2 separate regions of the Zea mays genome follow, and region 2 is linked to region 1. The links are chromatin contacts, called in public Hi-C maps. All regions are on one chromosome and are shown on one strand. Each heading gives the region's core, a stretch centred on a gene start, on an enhancer-like site or on the middle of the called end of the contact. The rest is flanking DNA. Distances are from core to core; before and after follow the strand shown. Region 1 holds the start of LOC100285316 (acid phosphatase 1). Region 2 holds the start of LOC103639817 (probable CCR4-associated factor 1 homolog 11).

The links. Hi-C and Micro-C count contacts between places; a contact is called where the count stands out from the background.
Region 2: a contact with region 1 is called in a Hi-C map of endosperm, with 2.7 times the contacts expected there. The contact joins the promoter of LOC103639817 here to the promoter of LOC100285316 in region 1. A contact is called at or near these places in 3 of 25 Hi-C or Micro-C datasets (ear, endosperm and tassel).

Annotation. Positions count from the first base shown.
Region 1 is chr9:22,834,788-22,839,358 of Zm-B73-REFERENCE-NAM-5.0, reverse strand. It overlaps LOC100285316 (acid phosphatase 1), which reads left to right and starts at 2,073. Exons shown (of 3, transcript NM_001158209.2): 1 at 2,073-2,769; 2 at 3,080-3,289; 3 at 3,430-3,734. The coding sequence starts at 2,258. The coding sequence ends at 3,607. LOC100502447 reads left to right here. Exons shown (of 2, transcript NM_001357793.1): 2 at 510-933. The coding sequence ends at 773. LOC100272427 reads right to left here. Exons shown (of 8, transcript NM_001359711.1): 8 at 4,018-4,278. The coding sequence ends at 4,147.
Region 2 is chr9:23,249,896-23,254,466 of Zm-B73-REFERENCE-NAM-5.0, reverse strand. It overlaps LOC103639817 (probable CCR4-associated factor 1 homolog 11), which reads right to left and starts at 2,258. Exons shown (of 1, transcript XM_008662516.3): 1 at 1,303-2,258. The coding sequence starts at 2,256. The coding sequence ends at 1,381. LOC118473289 (a long non-coding RNA gene) reads right to left here and starts at 201. Exons shown (of 2, transcript XR_004852579.1): 1 at 1-201.

The DNA of each region.
Region 1 (4,571 bases), core at 824-3,323:
CATGTAATTGGAAATCAATGGCTGTACACCACGACTCATATATGAAACTTTCAGCATGGACTGTGGCGAGGTAGTGAGGTACTCGAGGATGGTGTGTAGGTAGACTACGGCAACACATGCTTGGCGGATAGATGAGGATGAGGGCGGCCTCTTGCAGGCACTTCTGCCCCGTACCTGCCCGCACCCCAAGCGTCATTGCTGATTTGCCACCGCTGCCGCCTGTCCGTCCTCGGCACGACGTAGTTCACAATTAAAACCACGTATTTGAATTGTTCTGGTGGTGTAGAGACTTGCTCGATGTAGTTCACAATTAAAACCACGTATTTGACGCGTGTTCCATTTTATCATCGGGGATCTCCACGACGTATCGCTTGCGCCATTTCTTATTTCAGCTACAGGGAAGTCGGGAGTGCCTCAGAATTTTCGGTCGAATTTCATCACAATGGTTTTTTTGTACTGCCCTTGCCAGCCTTGCAGGAGATGAGTTTTTTTGCTTTGCATATTGGCAGGTGGTCGAAAATGATGCATCTGCACAAGTGGAGCCCGGTAATGGGGGAGGCTCTGCTGCAAGGGCTTTGAACCAAACGTTGTCTTCTGAAGAGATGCAGGACCAGCTGGAGCAGTTCACGTATGTGATGCAACAGAAGTTCCTGTCCGGTGAAGACACCGAACATATGGACTACTCACGGATCGATAACGATGAGATGCTGGATGACCACTGGTCCAGAGAAGTCAACTATGACGCAGAGGAGAAGTATTTCGAAGAAGATTAGGTAGTAATAGGCCTACTGTTTTGGTGCCTTGGATGCAGCGCCTCGTCTTATGTGATGGTTATGTTTGGAAACTTGTAGAGTTAGCATGTGTTTTGTATATAATGAACAGATTGTTATGTTCAGAACTCGAGAAACCAAATATAAAAAATCCAGTTTTTGTGGAATATCACTTTCAGATTCTTTCTCTGATCTATTGATCCAAACTTCTTATGCCTGTGGATCCCTTTTGCCCTCTCAGCAGGGAGCAGGTTTCTTCCTTTGCATATTTTCACGAAATTTGCAAGTGAGGCTGCCCAGCATCTTGGACAATGGGGGAGGTTCAGCCGCAGAGAGTTTTGAACGGAGAAACTAGCCAATGGACAGAGGAATGTCACAGTCCACGGTAACGGTGTGATGCTTGCCCACCGACCACCGGCGTCGGTCGCACCAGCCCACCAGAGCAGCTAGGGACGCGATCGTCTTGCCGTCTGCCGACCAAAGTAAGTACTCCCCGTACGTTCCTAGCAATGACTAGCGCTACCGTATTTAGTAATTTAGAAACTAAAATAAAATAAAATTTATGGACTAAAAATTAGTCTCTAGAAACCAAACATCTCTTACTTTTTTTATTTGATCTTCACCAAAATTAACAACCAACTAATTGTAGGTAGCTAACCATATGCCGCTAAGCGTACATGGAATCATCATCAGACGTATCAGTTTTGTGTCTGCCGATTTGGGATTCATGAGTGTTTTGCCTTCTCGTCCCATATCCTGCAAAATCCCGTAAAAATTACCGTTCTCGGTGTAGAGCGGGATACGAAAACCGGTCCGGTTTTTAGTGTACTCTGATTTCAAATTTGAAAATATAAAATTCAAATTTTAGTCAACAAAATGGTTTTTGGAAAGTACAAAACGAAAATGTAAGCCTTGGATTCAGGATAGATAGATGTGCTATCTCTATATCTATTGTTGAGCTAAAATTCCTGCACATGTTTTCTGACGCGGTCCCGCGGACGCCGTCGTCTGCGCCGACCAAAACATAGCACGGACGGCGCCAAGACTGGTGTACTCCGCCCGACCAGCGCGCACAACCAATCCGTAGCTGGCACGTCACAACCCAGGTTGCCCCGGCCCGAAGAATCCTCCTCCCTCAGATTCGAATCCGGCCCGTGTCTCTCCTCCTCTTCTCTTCTTCTGCGACCCGCACGAGGCAGGCCTCTTCCTCTCTCTTTGGCTCTTTGCTTTGCTTTCCCCAAACCGTCCTCTGCTCTGCTCCTCCCGCTCCCTTCCCGAAGTCGCCGGGAGCCACAAGCCCACACGCATTCCCCTCCCTCGCGCTCTCTCCCCGCTCCGCTGTCACCAACCCCGCCTGCCTATTTACCGGCCGCGTCGCCCACCGCCGCACGCCTTCCCACCCACCCCCGCGCCTGCCTGCTCCCCGACACCGGGGGCGCCCCCCACGACGCCCCGGCCCCGCCACGGCGGCGACAGCAAGCCGGGACATGGCGCGCGGCGGCCTCGCCCGCCTGCTCGCCACGCTCATCCTCTTCCTCCTGCTCGCCACGCCCCTCGCCGCCGGACCTTCACTCGCCGAGTCAGAGGCGGACCTCGCGCGGGGCACGTCCGAGGCAGCGCCGGACGCGCAGCAGCACCTCCTGCCGCGCCCGCTCGTCATCGAGCTCCCGTCGGCGCGGGCCGGGGCCGAGCTCGACGCCGACGCCGACGCCGACGCCGTGGTAACGGTCGACGTGCGCTGCGCCAGCTGGCGGCTCGCGGCCGAGGCCAACAACCTCGCGCCGTGGGCGGCGGTGCCGCCCGAATGCGCGCCGCACGTGCGGGACTACGTCACCGGCTCCGCCTACCGCTCCGACCTCGACCTCGTGGCGCGGGAGTCGGCCGCCTACGCGCGCGCCGCCGCGCCGGCCGGCGCCGCCGACGGACGCGACGCCTGGGTGTTCGACGTCGACGAGACGCTGCTCTCCAATCTCCCATACTACGCCGAGCACGGCTACGGGTGAGTGAGCTGCCCCTCCGCCCGTCCGTGTCCGTCGCTCTCGCGTCCCCACGTCCACACAACCACGCTGCTCTCCAAATTTGCGATTTTGTCACTCTCAGTTTTAGTTGTCTGTTATTATATCTTCTCGTGTCTATAATTAGTGGCACCAGCTGTGTTTATAATTTGTAGGTCCAATGATATTCCGGGGAAACCCATAAATCAGCAAAATTACCAATGTCTCGGCAACCACACACAAAAAAAAAACCCCGCTCCTCCATGGGAATTTGAAGGTGGTCTCACTTGATTTCAAATTTAAATAATCCCGCAGGGCCGAGTTGTTCGACCACCACAAGTTCGACGAGTGGGTGGAAAGGGGCGAGGCGGCCGCCATCCCTTCCAGCTTGAAGCTCTACAACGAGGTCCGCGGGCTGGGATTCAAGACCTTCCTGCTCACGGGCAGAAGCGAGGCGCACCGAGGAGTCACGGTGGAGAACCTCAACAAGCAGGGGTTCCATGACTGGGAGAAGCTCATACTCAGGTATACCGTATACACCTCGATCTTGTGTGCTGCATTGCCTTGTACTTCTTCAGGATAATTAATTGGTTTGATAAAAAAAATGAGGATCTTGTGGAACCCTGAGATGTGCGTGCCTCTCTCACTCTTTCCCGGTACCACAGGGCAGCAGGTGACCGCGAGAAAACAGCGACAGTCTACAAATCAGAGAAGAGGGACGAAATGGAACAGGAGGGTTACAGGATCCTAGGCAACTCCGGCGACCAATGGAGCGACCTGCTGGGATCTTCCATGAGCGCTCGCTCTTTCAAGCTCCCTAACCCAATGTACTATATCCCGTGACAGAAAGAAACTGGAGAACAGGGCGGGTGAAAGGTGCTCTGCGTTTACTGGATGCACATTCTACCAGGCCCTCGGCTGATGATGGAAAATGAAAAATAATTTTGCAATGGAATTAAACTGTACAAAATGCTTTTCTCCAACTTCGTGTAGTACACATTGCCTGTAATGTTCGACGGTAACGACAACATGCGAATAATTGACCAGGCCACCAGGGATATGCCTTGAGTCGACAAGTGCAGGGTTGTAGACTCGTAGCGCGTATATTCTTAGAACTAGAGCAAAAACAGAAAGGTGCTGCTACGAGGGGTTACTCATGCATCAGTACCGCATATAAGTAGGCGGCTGACAAAATCGCATACTCGTCAGATAAAACGACGACAGCAGTAGTAACCATGAATTTACTAAGGTGTGATAACAACAGTATGTAAATACTCTGGCGCGACATTAGTTCGACAGGAAATGTTCCAATTCTTTCTTCGGTTGAAATCAAGAACAAGTCAGGTACAGTGAAAAGTTCACAACGGAAGTGGAGGGCAAATTCACTGCACCATGGGATCAGGGTTCCCGGCAGCAAGAATATCAAGCAACGAGTTCTGGGGCTCCAGCTCGTCGTGCCACAGGGGTAGCTTGTCGCCAGGGTAGAAGTTCCTCTTCACGCCATCCGCATTTATCTGCGGCATAACCAAATGAGTTTGTTTTTCTGAACTAAGGAAAGGTCCATGCCGCAGAGAGCACAAACAAATATTGGAAACGCCAGTAAGAGGCAAGTATAAGCAAAACACAAACACAGTTTGCAGGCCACTGCACTCTTCCAGACTGAAAGTAATTGTTTGCTAGGTAAATCTCAAGAAAATGAAAGGTGAGCAAATGGATAGAATGAAAACTGAGTAAACGTATTGAATAAAAATTGAGCAAATAGATATAATTCAATAAGGGGATGCTGCAAGCAAGTGAACGAATCAAG
Region 2 (4,571 bases), core at 1,009-3,508, 410 kb before region 1:
GGTCTCGGTGGGGACATATGGATTGTGGAGGTTTCCGCACCCGACGATGGCGACTTGGAGACGCTAGCGCGAGGTAGCAGGAGAGTCGCTTTATCCCCAGTTTGAGGTGGACTCCGAGTCCGACGCCCGCTCTACGCGCAGGTGGTTACAACGGCATCACCGCGAAAAGGGGGAAGAACCTGACATCCGGGGCCACACGCCAGTGAGCGGCGAGACGACGCGGACGCGATATGTGGCTGATGCGTGGGTCCGTAGACATTGAAGTGTCTGGTCCATGCGCGAAAAAGAGACTGGCAAGTGGGTCCGGCGCGTCGGTGAGGAAGTCTGCCCAGTGGTGCACGCAACAGCCACTGACAGGTATGGCCCGCCTGTCGGCGCGGCATGCAGCCAGTTGGGCCGAGCTGTTGAGAGTGAGGGTGGGCTGGCAGGGAAGAATTCGGCCCAGTATGAGTTTTTCTTTCTTTTTTTCCTTTTTCTGTTTCCTTTTAGATTCCAACTTTTTGAATTCAACCTTGTGGCAAATTTGTCCTCATATTAAATATTCAATTTAAAAATACCCATATGGAAAGAATTTATTTATTTATTTATATTATGTAGTATTTTCTATTTCCCTTTCTAGGTTATTTTCAAATTTTCTAAATTGTAACTTAGGTTAACTTTCCAATTTGGACATTAATATATTTCTAAATGCACAAACAAATAAATCCAACATGATGCATAGTTTATTTTAGATATTATTAGTTATTTGTTCCCTTTATATATGGTTATTACCATGTTATAATGAGTGGTGCAAAAACATATAATGAGATATACTCTCTTCGTATTGTTTACAAACTGGGTATTACACCATGTGGGTGAACTATTGTACAGTGCACCCCTATATGTTCACTAAAACACCGTTTTGCATCATTTTACGTTGTGAATTGCGTTGTTTATAGAGTGTAGTTTGAATATGGGTACGTGTATGAGTAAACTGATGGAGATGGTCTTATAAGCCCATTATCAGAGACGAAAGCCCATGGGCTAGTAGGGGCATTTATAAGCCCAATCTATCTTAAGACATATTTCAGATTAGATTAGATTCAAATTACAGATTATATTAGATTAGATTCATATTTCGACCGATTGATGTTTCTACTGTGCCCAAATAACCAATTCTACCAGACAGTACTTTGTAGCGAAAAATTGTTCAGGTCGTGCCTATACTGAACCAGTTACTTGAATGCTTGAGAGTATAAAAACACATGATCAAATGCAGATCAGTCTCCAATCAAGAACTTATAAAAGGAATTCGTACAAATTAGCAGCTGGATACTGCATGCATGGCTACATCGCAAAAACTAAAACCTATCCACTAGAAAAGCAGTACTAGCTAGGAAACTAGGTGAGGTCTACGATGGTTCCGGCGTGCGCGAGCACATCGACGTTCCTGAAGAAGCGATCCATCATTAGCAGGAGGACGTCGGTGGTGAGCAGGCTGTCGGAGCCGGCGCAGTGCGCACGGCCGGCGGCGCGCTTGACGCCGAGCGCGGTGGCCACCTGCTCCAGCCCCCCGCGCATGGCACAGCATCTGGCGAGGTGCTTCACGTCGAACAGACTGTGTCCGAACAGCCGACGGACCAGGGCGAGGAAGCCGTCCAGCGTGTCCGGCAGCGGCTGGCCGCCGGTGAGCGCCTTGGCGAGGTACCCGAAGTCGTAGGAGCCCGAGAAGGCGGTCCAGGTGAGCCACCCGCAGGCGAGGCCGCTGCGGCGGAACCCGGCGGCGAAGTCTTCGGGGTCGATGCCGAACTCGTTCAGCATGGTGAAGTCCATCCCCTGCTCGCGGAGCATGGCGATGGAGGCCGGCGCGTGCGGGTGAAGCGCGGGGTCGAAGCCCCGGATGTTGAACTGCCACGCGATGGGGAACCGGCCGGCGGGGCCCGACAGCGCGATCCCGACCTGGAGCAGCTTGAGGTCGTCTACGTTCCGCTTCACCAGCTCGTAGCTCTCGCGCGGACCGCGCATGTACCGCGGCAAGTTCGAGTCGTGTACCGCGCCGGGGAACTCGGTGTCCACGCACACGCAGGGGTAGCGCGGCAGCACCGCCGATAGGTTGGAGAGCTCTTCGTCGAAGTTGCTGGCCCAAACGTCGCGCACGGCGGCGTTCATCGACGCGCCGATGGACGTGAAGACCAGGGGTGGCGCCATGACGTAACGGGGACGGCTGCATGGCGGTGGCGGCACGTGGATGAGTTCCGACTTGGAGTACATCGGCATTGCTTCAGGTGGCTGTGCCTTGTCGAGACGTTTTGATCTTGGAAGTTGGAACGTGGGCGTGGTGCCCTGGTTTTATAGGTAGGGGCGTTCGGACATCACGGGCGTTCGGACATCACGGGCGTTCGGACATAGGCGAAGCGGACCACCTTTCGTCAAAGTTTGCAACAGATTTTATCTACAGTAACAGAACAGGCGCCCAGGTTTGGTTTTCTTCCGTCCCTATCACATCGGACTCAGAGCACAGAACAGGCATCATGCGAGGCTAAACAAAGGCCATGTTTGGTTTTAATTAGTGCTAAGACTAAACTTTAGTCCTAGGACTAAAATTTAGTCCCTACATGTTTGGTTTTAGAGACTAAATAGATTCTAAAATCATTAAATACACTGTCCAAAGACTCAAATACCCTTAGAATATACTCATAATATTAGTTATCTATAAAAAGGTAAGGGCAACATGATAATTATGGGCTTTTAGTCTCTTTTAGCACCTATGTGAAGGACTAAAGACTAAATCATTTTAGTCCATATTTTAGTCCTAGTGTTTGGCAAAAAAGGGACTAAATGGGACTAAAAACTAGAGACTAATCTTTAGTCCCTCTAACCAAACACCCCTAAAATCGGTAGATAAGAAAAGATTATTGCATATAGAAATTAGTGATCGTAATTAGAATCTCAATGTACACCCTTCATTTTGAATATTTTTATTATACTCATCAACTTATTTTTTTAATACTGGCCATCTACAACTATTTCATCCAGATTATATACTATTTCAATATTTAATTGTTATAAAATTCTTGTTATGCAATGGTTGGCCGAAGCAGGCTAAGAGTATGTTGTTTTAGACTCTCTCCATAAATGCCCTATAACATTTTGTATCCTAAATTTTAGGGGCATTCTCGTCTTAGATGTCCAATTGTATCCTCTAAATCTAGGGGGCGCCGTTGGATCCTCATATATAGAGTTTCTCTCTCATCTATCCATTTTAATACTTTAAAAAATAGATCTAGCAAAACTAAAATATGTATAATATATTTAAGAGTATGATAAATACATACGTACAAAAAATAAAAGTAAATTATGTCTCCAATATAGGTATTTTCGCATGGAAGACGCTGCAGGAGAGGAATGAGATACAGAGAAGATAATCTTCATAGGAGAACGTAAAGGATGGATATAGAGAATCGATATAAAGAACGTTGCCGAAAATAGTGTTAGCAGAGTCTGGAATTGGACTATAGGCCAGGACGGTGGAAGTGGCCTGCTCAATGTAGTTTTGGCTCCAAATACTTGCTATTTTTCTGAAATTGTAATACATTCAATGTATATATAAAGAGAGAAAAAATTAAGGTGGAACTATGGCCCACTTTGCCCCACCAACTACTCGTTCCGCCCCTGGTTTACAACAGATTTTACCTACAACAAGAATACACGTAGGAGTTTTACACTTAACTGTTTGAACACAGAGAGGTGAGAGACATGTCGGGGGGGCAACATCCGGATGAACGGCCTAGTTCTAATCAATTGTTCCTGACACTCTCGTGTGTATAGGTGTATCTCTACTACTTAATAAGACGGCAGTGTAGACCATTGCATGCCCCGACCTGCCCTCCCCCCTCACCGTCGAACAGAACCATCGCATGCGCATCCTTGCCCCTGAGAATCCTGCTGGACCACGCCGAGTTTCGTGCGTTTTTGACGTCGCGTCCTCCACCGAGGTCCCCATCCTCCCCTCCGCTCTGCAGTAGCCGTCACAACCACCCTTCGCGATGGCCACGGAGCAACTTGCCAGTCGTCCTCGGTGGCCACGTCCGCGAGAAGCCTACTGCTTCCTCGAGCTATTTACACTTGTGCCCCTCTCGTTCCTCATTCACTTGCCTGCAATCTCTATGCTAGGGTTTCAGTTGCTCGGTTCCCTGTCCTCACTGCCGCCGTCAGTCATGGTCCGGCACCTATTTACACTTGTGCCCCTCTCGTTCCGCATTCACTCGCCTGCAATCTCTCTGCTAGGGTTTCGCCTGCTCGGTTCCCTATCCACATTGTCGTCGTCGGTCATGGTCGGGCACACGCTATGGCGGTTGGTCGTGGCGCACTGCCTAGGCCACGTCCCTGTCGACGAGGCTAGCGTGTTTGTGGTTGCCTCCACCACGCACTGCGCCGACACCATGGAGGCCTGCCACTACGTCATCTTCCCCACCATGTCATCACCGTCGAGCACCTCCCTATAACGCGAGAGGCCCGGTCCAGCACGCGCTATGGCAGCTGGCCGTGGTGCACTGCCTAGGCTCGACCCTATCGGTGAGGCCAGCGTGTTT